Linked DNA regions of Lactuca sativa: regions 1 and 3 are each linked to region 2. The links are chromatin contacts, called in public Hi-C maps. All regions are on one chromosome and are shown on one strand. The core of a region is the stretch at or near the end of the contact, and the rest is flanking DNA. Distances in the headings are between cores, read along the strand shown.

Region 1 (2,700 bases), core at 151-2,650, 310 kb before region 2:
AAAAATAACCATAAAATGACAAGTGAAAATTATTTCTAAGAATTAACCATACAAATATATATGTCAAAATGCATGAGAATATAACATGTGACAAAAAGATTTTTATTTATTAGTATGAATTTTATTGAGCATATATCTATATCGGACACTATTGTTTTGGTTAGGCTTTTATATATACCCCATATATATGTGACATAAGAAAAGATCATTCATGCAAAATATATCAAAAGTATATTTGTCCTTCCAAAGTGTGTCTCATTTCCAAGTTCAAATCAGCAGTACCAAGCCAAATGCCTTGCTGAGTCGATATTATGCTAAACTGTTATACAATTTGACCAAAGCTTTGCCTTTGAACTTTTAGATGCTGTTTGTTTTTTCGAAGCAAAAATCCATAAAGTCTGCGGACCACCTCTGCAATCCTCTGCAGTAGAAGAGGTGGACCAAACGGCTGCAGACTGTAATAAGAAGCGTGTTTGTTTTTTTAACATTTGCATGCTGCTGCAGATATTAAAAAATTAAAATAAACTGATTTTCGAATTCAAAAAATAGTTTTTTAATACCAAAAAATTAATAATGTATGACATTTCAGTAATAATTTATGATATTTCAGCAAAAAAAAATAATGATATTTTAACAAAAAAATAAAGATATTTTAGCATAAAACAATGATATTTCATCAACAAATTATTTTTATTCAATATAAAAAAAATTCAACAAGAGTAAAAAAAATAGAAATAAGATTTCAACAATATATAATCAATATTTTAACAAGAAAAAAAGAAAAGGAAGAGGTTGGAAGAGATAGGAAGAGGCAAAACAAGTGCTACGCCAAGAAAAACACGTGCAAATGTTTTTTAATTCGAAGATTTCTGAAAAATCAAACAACTGCGAGATTAAAGTGTTGCGCGTGTGCTGCGCCGCGCACCAATAAGATGTCTGAATAGTTTTTTTCCAAAAAACAAACAACACCTTAGTCTCCACCATCCCTTACCTAAAAGAACTAACAAAGGTCTCCACCATCACTTACCTAAAAGAACTAAGAATTAGTTTTAAGGGATGGATTGTTATGAGTAAACTGATTTGTTAACCAAGTCTTTAAATTAATGCCAGCTATTTTCTAATCACTGAAATGGTAGTCAATTACTTCGATCAAGCTTTCAGGAAGTTCATTAATGGATGAATTGATGGCAGAATGTTACAAATTATGTAGGCTCAACTCTCAAGTGACTCGAAAAGTCGAAATAAGCCAGAAGTCATTTACCTGTCTAAATATTAATGAAGCTTCCATGCACGCGTGTAGAAGGAAGGAGACCCACACCTTCCCACGTGTATGCTCTACTGGGAATAGATACGGTTGCGCACGTGTCATCTCGGGCCCTCCATTTCTTCTCCCCTCTTCTATTCTATATATCACCACCCCTCCATACCACTCTGTCTTCAGAATCCGTACAGAGTGTCCTTTACCCTAAACTATTACCTAAATTCAATCATTCACCGGTGTACCCAATACGAGTTTTTTTCCAATTCCGGCAACTGTTCTGATGATGGAGACGCAAATTCAGACCAATTACTCATACATGGGAAGAAATTTTAGCAACACAAATGATGATTCCACCGCTTTTAGTGATTGCAACAGCGACCGATCAGGTGAATTCCCGACGACCTCTTCGGAGAGCCGTCGTCTCCTTTTGTCATGCGCCACCGAGAACTCAGAAGATCTAATCCGGCAGCTTGTGTCTGGTCTCGAATCTGGTTCGGTTGAGGATCAGAAACAAGCAGCGATGGAGTTACGGCTCTTAGCGAAGAACAAACCGGAGAACAGATTGATGATCGCTAGAGCTGGAGCAATCAGGCCGTTGATTGCGCTAATCTCATCGTCCGATCCGCAGCTTCAAGAGTATGGAGTGACGGCGATTTTGAACTTGTCTCTATGCGATGAAAACAAAGAGCAATTGGCTTCTTCCGGAGCAATCAAACCGCTGGTTAGAGCGTTGAAGAGCGGAACATCAACGGCGAAAGAAAACGCAGCGTGTGCTTTACTTCGTTTATCTCAATTAGACGAAAACAAATCTGCGATCGGACGGTCAGGAGCGATTCCTTTACTTGTAAACCTTCTCGAAAGTGGAAACATCCGCGGGAAAAAAGACGCGTCGACGGCGTTGTATTCATTGTGTTCGGTGAAGGAGAATAAGATTCGAGCTGTAGAGGCGGGGATCATGAAGCCGTTGGTTGAACTCATGGCCGATTTCGGATCAAACATGGTGGACAAATCGGCATTTGTGATGAGTATTTTGGTATCCACGGCGGAGGCAAGGGCGGCGCTGGTGGAGGAAGGAGGAATTCCAGTGTTGGTGGAAATCATAGAGGTCGGATCACAGAGGCAGAAGGAGATAGCGGTGGTGATATTGTTACAGATATGTGATCAGAGTCTGGTGTACCGGACTATGGTGGCCCGCGAAGGAGCCATTCCTCCCCTCATCGCCCTGTCGCAATCTGGTACCAATCGAGCTAAACAAAAGGTTAAATTTATTCACTTTTTCAGTTTTTCTCCTATTATTACTTATTTTAAGACTTTACTATTTGATTATTTAGTGAAAAAGTATTCATACAATTACAAACTTATTTATTTTTCAATAACCTAATCTTTTACATAAAATGATTCACGAATATTCTCTTAACCCAATCCTAGTTTTAAATATT
Region 2 (2,700 bases), core at 172-2,671:
TCAAAGTTGGGGCACGGGTCGATGTGTTCGACATAGACGTTGAATCCTATAATGTGGGGGTGAAGGTGGGTTGCACCTGATCCCACATCGGCTGGGAAAGAGAACTAAGCATTCCTTATGAGGGGTGTGGATACCTTCCTTGACACAACGCGTTTTAAAGCCTTGAGGGCAGCAAATCCCATAAGAACTCTGCAGCTAAGCGTGCCCGGATGAGAGCAATCCAGGGATGGGTGACCCCCTGGGAAGTTTTCTCGCCGGGAGCCCAAAGTGGACAATATTGTGATACGTGCCAGAAGGGGGATGTTACACAATAAAGTTTCATGCTTCATTTGGAGGGCCATTTTAGGTAGATTTCCATCAACTATGGCTTTGCAACGAAGGGATGTGTATCTTGATTCCACAACTTGCAAATATTGTTGCCATGAGGAGGAATGTGGAAATCACATTCTGGTTCAATGTCTGTTTGCTAGACTAGTGGTGGAGTGGGTATTTAAGTGGTGTGGTTTACAAGCTATTCATTTTAGTACAATAGCGAAAGTTATTGATTTTGCTGCAGCCGTGGGGGAATTGCCCAAAGAAGAGACGTATACTTCATGCCATTGTCTAAGGGATGTGGAGTATTTGGAAGGAAAAAACCAATAAAATATTTAACAACCGACGAATATCACCCACTAAACTGGCAAACATGATACAGTCCTTAGTATTCACTTAGATCAAATTTCGAGGAACAACCGTGGAAAAATGAACTGGATATTTGGTGTCTGATCATTTTCTTGTATTTAAGTCGTCTTTGCACTGTACTTCTCCCTCTCTAGCAAATTGCTAGAGTTGGGTTTCTTTTATTTTATACTAGATATACGGGTTGAGTAAAAAAAATAAAATATTAAAATGTAAATAATAACTATTTTTTAAAATAAAATTTTGAAATAAGAAGTGAAAATTTGAAATAAAAAACATATTAATTGCAATTTAGTATAATATTTATTACATTTAATAGTTTACATAAATAAGTATAATTATTATGTGGTTTTTCAATTTTAAAAATTGAAAAAAACTATAAATTAATATGTGAATATTATTTATTTAAAAAATATCACAAAATAACAAGTGTCAAAACTTATTAAAGATTGATACATGGTAAAATTATATTTATTTATTATAGTAGATTTATTATTTACTGGCCGGTTAAAAAAAAAAAAAACAAATCATGTTAACAACATGTCCTTTGTTTTTGTCAAAATAGTTCTAGAGTTTTAATAACATGTGTTTTGTTTTGGTCAAAATTGTTCTCCAAGTTTAATTGGACCGTCATCCCAATCAACCGGGAAGAAGACGCGGGTGTTCTGAAATCTGACCCTGACCCACCGCCCACGCACCATTTCTGGATAATCGGAGTTAAAAGTTAAAACCACACAACGGAGTTAGTGGAGTTGTGCGTGTATTTCTTGTAACCTAAAACTAAAGAAAAGGTCAACTCCCTCTCTCTCATTTTCAAAATATCCAATCACTTCAACTGTAATTTTATATTTTCATTCCATTTCGCTTACAAAATCCTCAAGGATCTACCTAATCGACGATCTAACACAAATCAATTTTTAATAAAGCCAGATCCGTAGTCTAGCACAGTACAAGCGAAGTGGCAAAAGATCTTCAGTTGTGTTTTGCTTTTCTGAATCTGATGCCATTTTGAAAAACCAAGCACCGGTTTCGTTGAAGCAGTAGCGATGGAGAGCTATTTGAATGATAATTTCGAGGTCAAGCCGAAGAACTCATCGGAGGAAGCGTTACAGAGATGGAGGAAGTTGTGTTGGGTGGTGAAGAATCGGAAACGACGTTTTCGTTTCACTGCTAATCTGTCCAAGCGTTTCGAAGCTCGTGCTATTCAACGATCCAATCTGGTTCATACTCTCTCTCTTTCACATCTGTTTTATTTTCGTTACCTATGTTCTGCGTTTGCTATTTAGCTTCTTGTGTTGAGCTTAAAGTGAATCTAGCCGACTGTTGATTTGTGGTTGGTTGGTTAATCGAGTTAACTGGAAGGTTTTGACCATTAGGAGACGCATCAGGGTTTTTGGGTTTCTATCAGTGATACAAACCAAGGCTTTTTCTACTACGGCAACGAAATAAATTCATGACTTATGTTAACTAAATTGTGAAGGTTGGATACAGCTCTCTGATATGATAATCAAACGGGAAAATACACTGCTGTTTACCTTCTTTTGAGCCATTTCATACTAGTAATTACTACATACAAGCAGCATTTTCTTAAATAAATTTCCTGTTCGAGGCTTATGTTGATTTGAGTGCATCTAGAGCAAGATCGAACTTATGGAATTACCTTAAAAACATGGTACCTTTAGGTTGTTTGGCTATATCCTATATGATCACCAGACCTATTTGTTTCCGAAAATATTGATAACATATGCATCTATCTTATTAAGCTTGAGATCTGAGGAGCTCAATCATCTTGTGGCTTCCATGTTATATAGTTCTGTTTGATGTAATTCATGCCTTTTTGCTGTGGAGATGTGTTTAAAAAGTTTCCTACTTAACCACATAACCGGTTAAATCCGATAATATGTGATTATTTATGATGGGAAATACATCAAAGTGTGTTTAGTTAATAGTTACTACTAAGAAAAGTATAACTTAGGTCCCATTATATATCAAAATTGCACATAGGTAGCTTTCCTTTAGACT
Region 3 (2,700 bases), core at 200-2,699, 280 kb after region 2:
GGTTTAAAGACAAACAAACATAGTTTTTTGTTTTTTATATAGTAATGTTTTTAATGATGCATACGTTTGTTTGTAAGTTTATGTTATGTATAAATTGGTTAAAACAAAGCAATCAAAGTATAATTAAGTTGTGAAAAAAAAACAAAACGAAAAAAACAATATTTGACGTTTGAAAATTGAAAAATAAAAAAATACCGTAGGTAATCTGTAGGTAAATAGCTATGAAATACCTACAGATTTCCTTTTTCTGTAGGCAATCCGTAAGTATTTACCTACAGATTACCTACATTTTTTTTTTCTATTTTTCAAGGATCAAATGTCGTTTTTTCCGTTTCATTTTTTTTCACAAGTTAATTATAGTATGATTGTTTTGTTTTGACCGAGTTATACATAACATAAACTTACAAACAAACTTATGCATCATTAGAACCCATTAGTCATTTAGAAGTTCTTTTTTTTTTTTTTTTTAAATCAAAGATATTTTCTAAACACAAATAGACATAAGTACACACATTACATACACACCATATGTATGTAGTATGTTTATTATATCGTGTATTTGTTTAATGATGTTAATTGTGGCTTAAAGACAAACATACATAGATTTTTGTTTATTATATATTAATGGTTTTTAATGATGCATACGTTTGTTTTGTAAGTTCATGTTATCTATAAATTGGTTAAAACAAAGAAATCAAAGTATAATTAAGTTGTGAAAAAAAACGAAACGAAAAAAACAATATTTGACCTTTGAAAATTGAAAAATAAAAAAAATACCGTAGGTAATCTGTAGGTAAATAGCTACGGAATACGTACAAATTACCTTATTCTTTAGGCAATCCGTAGGTATTAACTACAGATTACTTACTGTTTTTTTTTTTCTATTTTTTAAGAATCAAATGTCGATTTTTCCGTTTCATTTTTTTCACAAGTTAATTATACTATGATTGTTTTGTTTTAACCGAGTTATACATAACAAAAGTGTACAAACAAACGTATGTATCATTCGAACCCATTAGTCATTTAGAAGTTTTTCTTTTTTATTTTTTCTCATTTTTTTTATATTTTTTATTTAACCATGCAAAAATGTTCTTTTTTTGGTTCCATTTTTTAACACATAGTAAAATTAAAAATATAACTGCTAGTTAAACATATCAAAGTAAACTTATTTACAACTGATTTTATATAAACTATTATATTTTGAAATTTATTTGATTTAATCGGCAAAAAAAAAAAAATTTCGTTTCATTTTTTTAAAACATAATATATTTTTTTAATATAATTGCTACTTAAATATATCAAAGAAACATTATATAAAACTGAATTTTATATTAAGTATTATAATAAAACTTTTAAATATCATTGCTAGTTAATTATAATTTAACCATTTGGAATTAAAAAAAAAATAAAGGTACCAGTATATGAAAATTTTTACAAAATGAAAAAGAAATCAATTTATCAATTCCCTCCTTATCTCATCGTCGCATAGATCGGTTCCTGAAAGTCTGAAAGAAAAACCTAGCCCTACACCGGCGATTCCCCACCCCTGTTCCTGCACAGTTTCGCCGACCCACATTTGCTGCCCTCCGGCTGTTGCTGTTGTTGTCGCTGTCCCGCACCACCATCGACCTCCTCATACCGCCACAGTCCCTGCATCCGGCTGTCATTATCGCAAACCACCACCGACCCTGCCGCATACCGCCACCGTCACTGCCCCAACACCTCCATTAACGACACCTGAAGGTATGTAATGTGATTTCAGTTTGCTGAAACTTTTACAAAACTTCAATTGTTCAGCGTGTTATTAATTTGCTTCAACGAATGAATTATTGACTAGCCATAGATTATTTAGAGGCTTATGTGTCTTTCACTAGCCATAGATTATTTAGATTATTTACATCAATATGCAGTTATAGGCAAACAAACACACACCCAAATTGGATTATTTAGAGGCTGATGTGTCTTTCACTAGCCATAGAAGTATATTAACACACAAAATTTTATAGACAAAAAAGGACAGATTTGCCCCTGTCCCATACATTGGTGGGTCTGTAAACCACAACTCAAAAAAGACAGAATTGCCCCCGCCCAAACTCTCACCTTGTCCTCAAGGTGAAAGGAGGGAAATCGCCCACTAATTTCCTCATAATCTTCCCATGTTGCTTCAGAGTCCAGGAGATCCTGCCATTTGATCAAAACTTCATATGTCTCCTTGTTGTTCTCCAATTTCTTCCTGATTCCCTTAAGTTCTTCGGGTTGCATGGCCATTTCTAACTCTTCGTTTAGTTGGGCTGGAATATTAGAATTTGGAATTAGAACTCCGTGAGATCCAGCTATTATCACAAAAGAATGGAATAAAAAAACCTGCATTCAAATAAAAAGGGAACAAAAGTGTGCACAACAATAAAAAAGTAAAAAAGTAAAAAAGACTAAACTGCCCCTCTGTGATTCTCATGGATTATGTTCCTGTGAATAAAGATTTCAAAGTAAATTAGTTATTTTATACAATTTATTTGTTAACAAAATCTCAACCAAAACCACTATGGAGTACATATGTAATTATAAAAACAATCCATTTTTATGTTAATAAAAATATTTATATAATTGGATCCGAATATTTTCCAAACAGTTACGAAAGAATTTTTTTAACTTAAAAAATATTCTATAACATAAAATTGATTTGTCATATTTACTTAACCA

The links. A called contact is a pair of places that touch in the nucleus more often than the background predicts.
Region 1: a contact with region 2 is called in a Hi-C map of leaf, with 10 times the contacts expected there. The contact joins the promoter of LOC111893141 here to the promoter of LOC111893135 in region 2. A contact is called at or near these places in 2 of 4 Hi-C or Micro-C datasets (both in leaf).
Region 3: a Hi-C map of leaf shows a contact between it and region 2, with 8 times the contacts expected there. The contact joins the promoter of LOC111904448 here to the promoter of LOC111893135 in region 2. A contact is called at or near these places in 2 of 4 Hi-C or Micro-C datasets (both in leaf).

The regions. Positions count from the first base shown.
Region 1 is chr4:265,038,972-265,041,671 of Lsat_Salinas_v11, reverse strand. LOC111893141 (U-box domain-containing protein 4) reads left to right here and starts at 1,400. Exons shown (of 2, transcript XM_023889207.3): 1 at 1,400-2,519. The coding sequence starts at 1,542. It overlaps LOC128133318 (a long non-coding RNA gene), which reads right to left and starts at 1,397. Exons shown (of 2, transcript XR_008231811.1): 1 at 1,262-1,397; 2 at 89-498.
Region 2 is chr4:264,725,823-264,728,522 of Lsat_Salinas_v11, reverse strand. It overlaps LOC111893135 (calcium-transporting ATPase 1), which reads left to right and starts at 1,421. Exons shown (of 7, transcript XM_023889202.3): 1 at 1,421-1,898. The coding sequence starts at 1,725.
Region 3 is chr4:264,444,181-264,446,880 of Lsat_Salinas_v11, reverse strand. LOC111904448 reads left to right here and starts at 1,449. Exons shown (of 9, transcript XR_008231804.1): 1 at 1,449-1,743.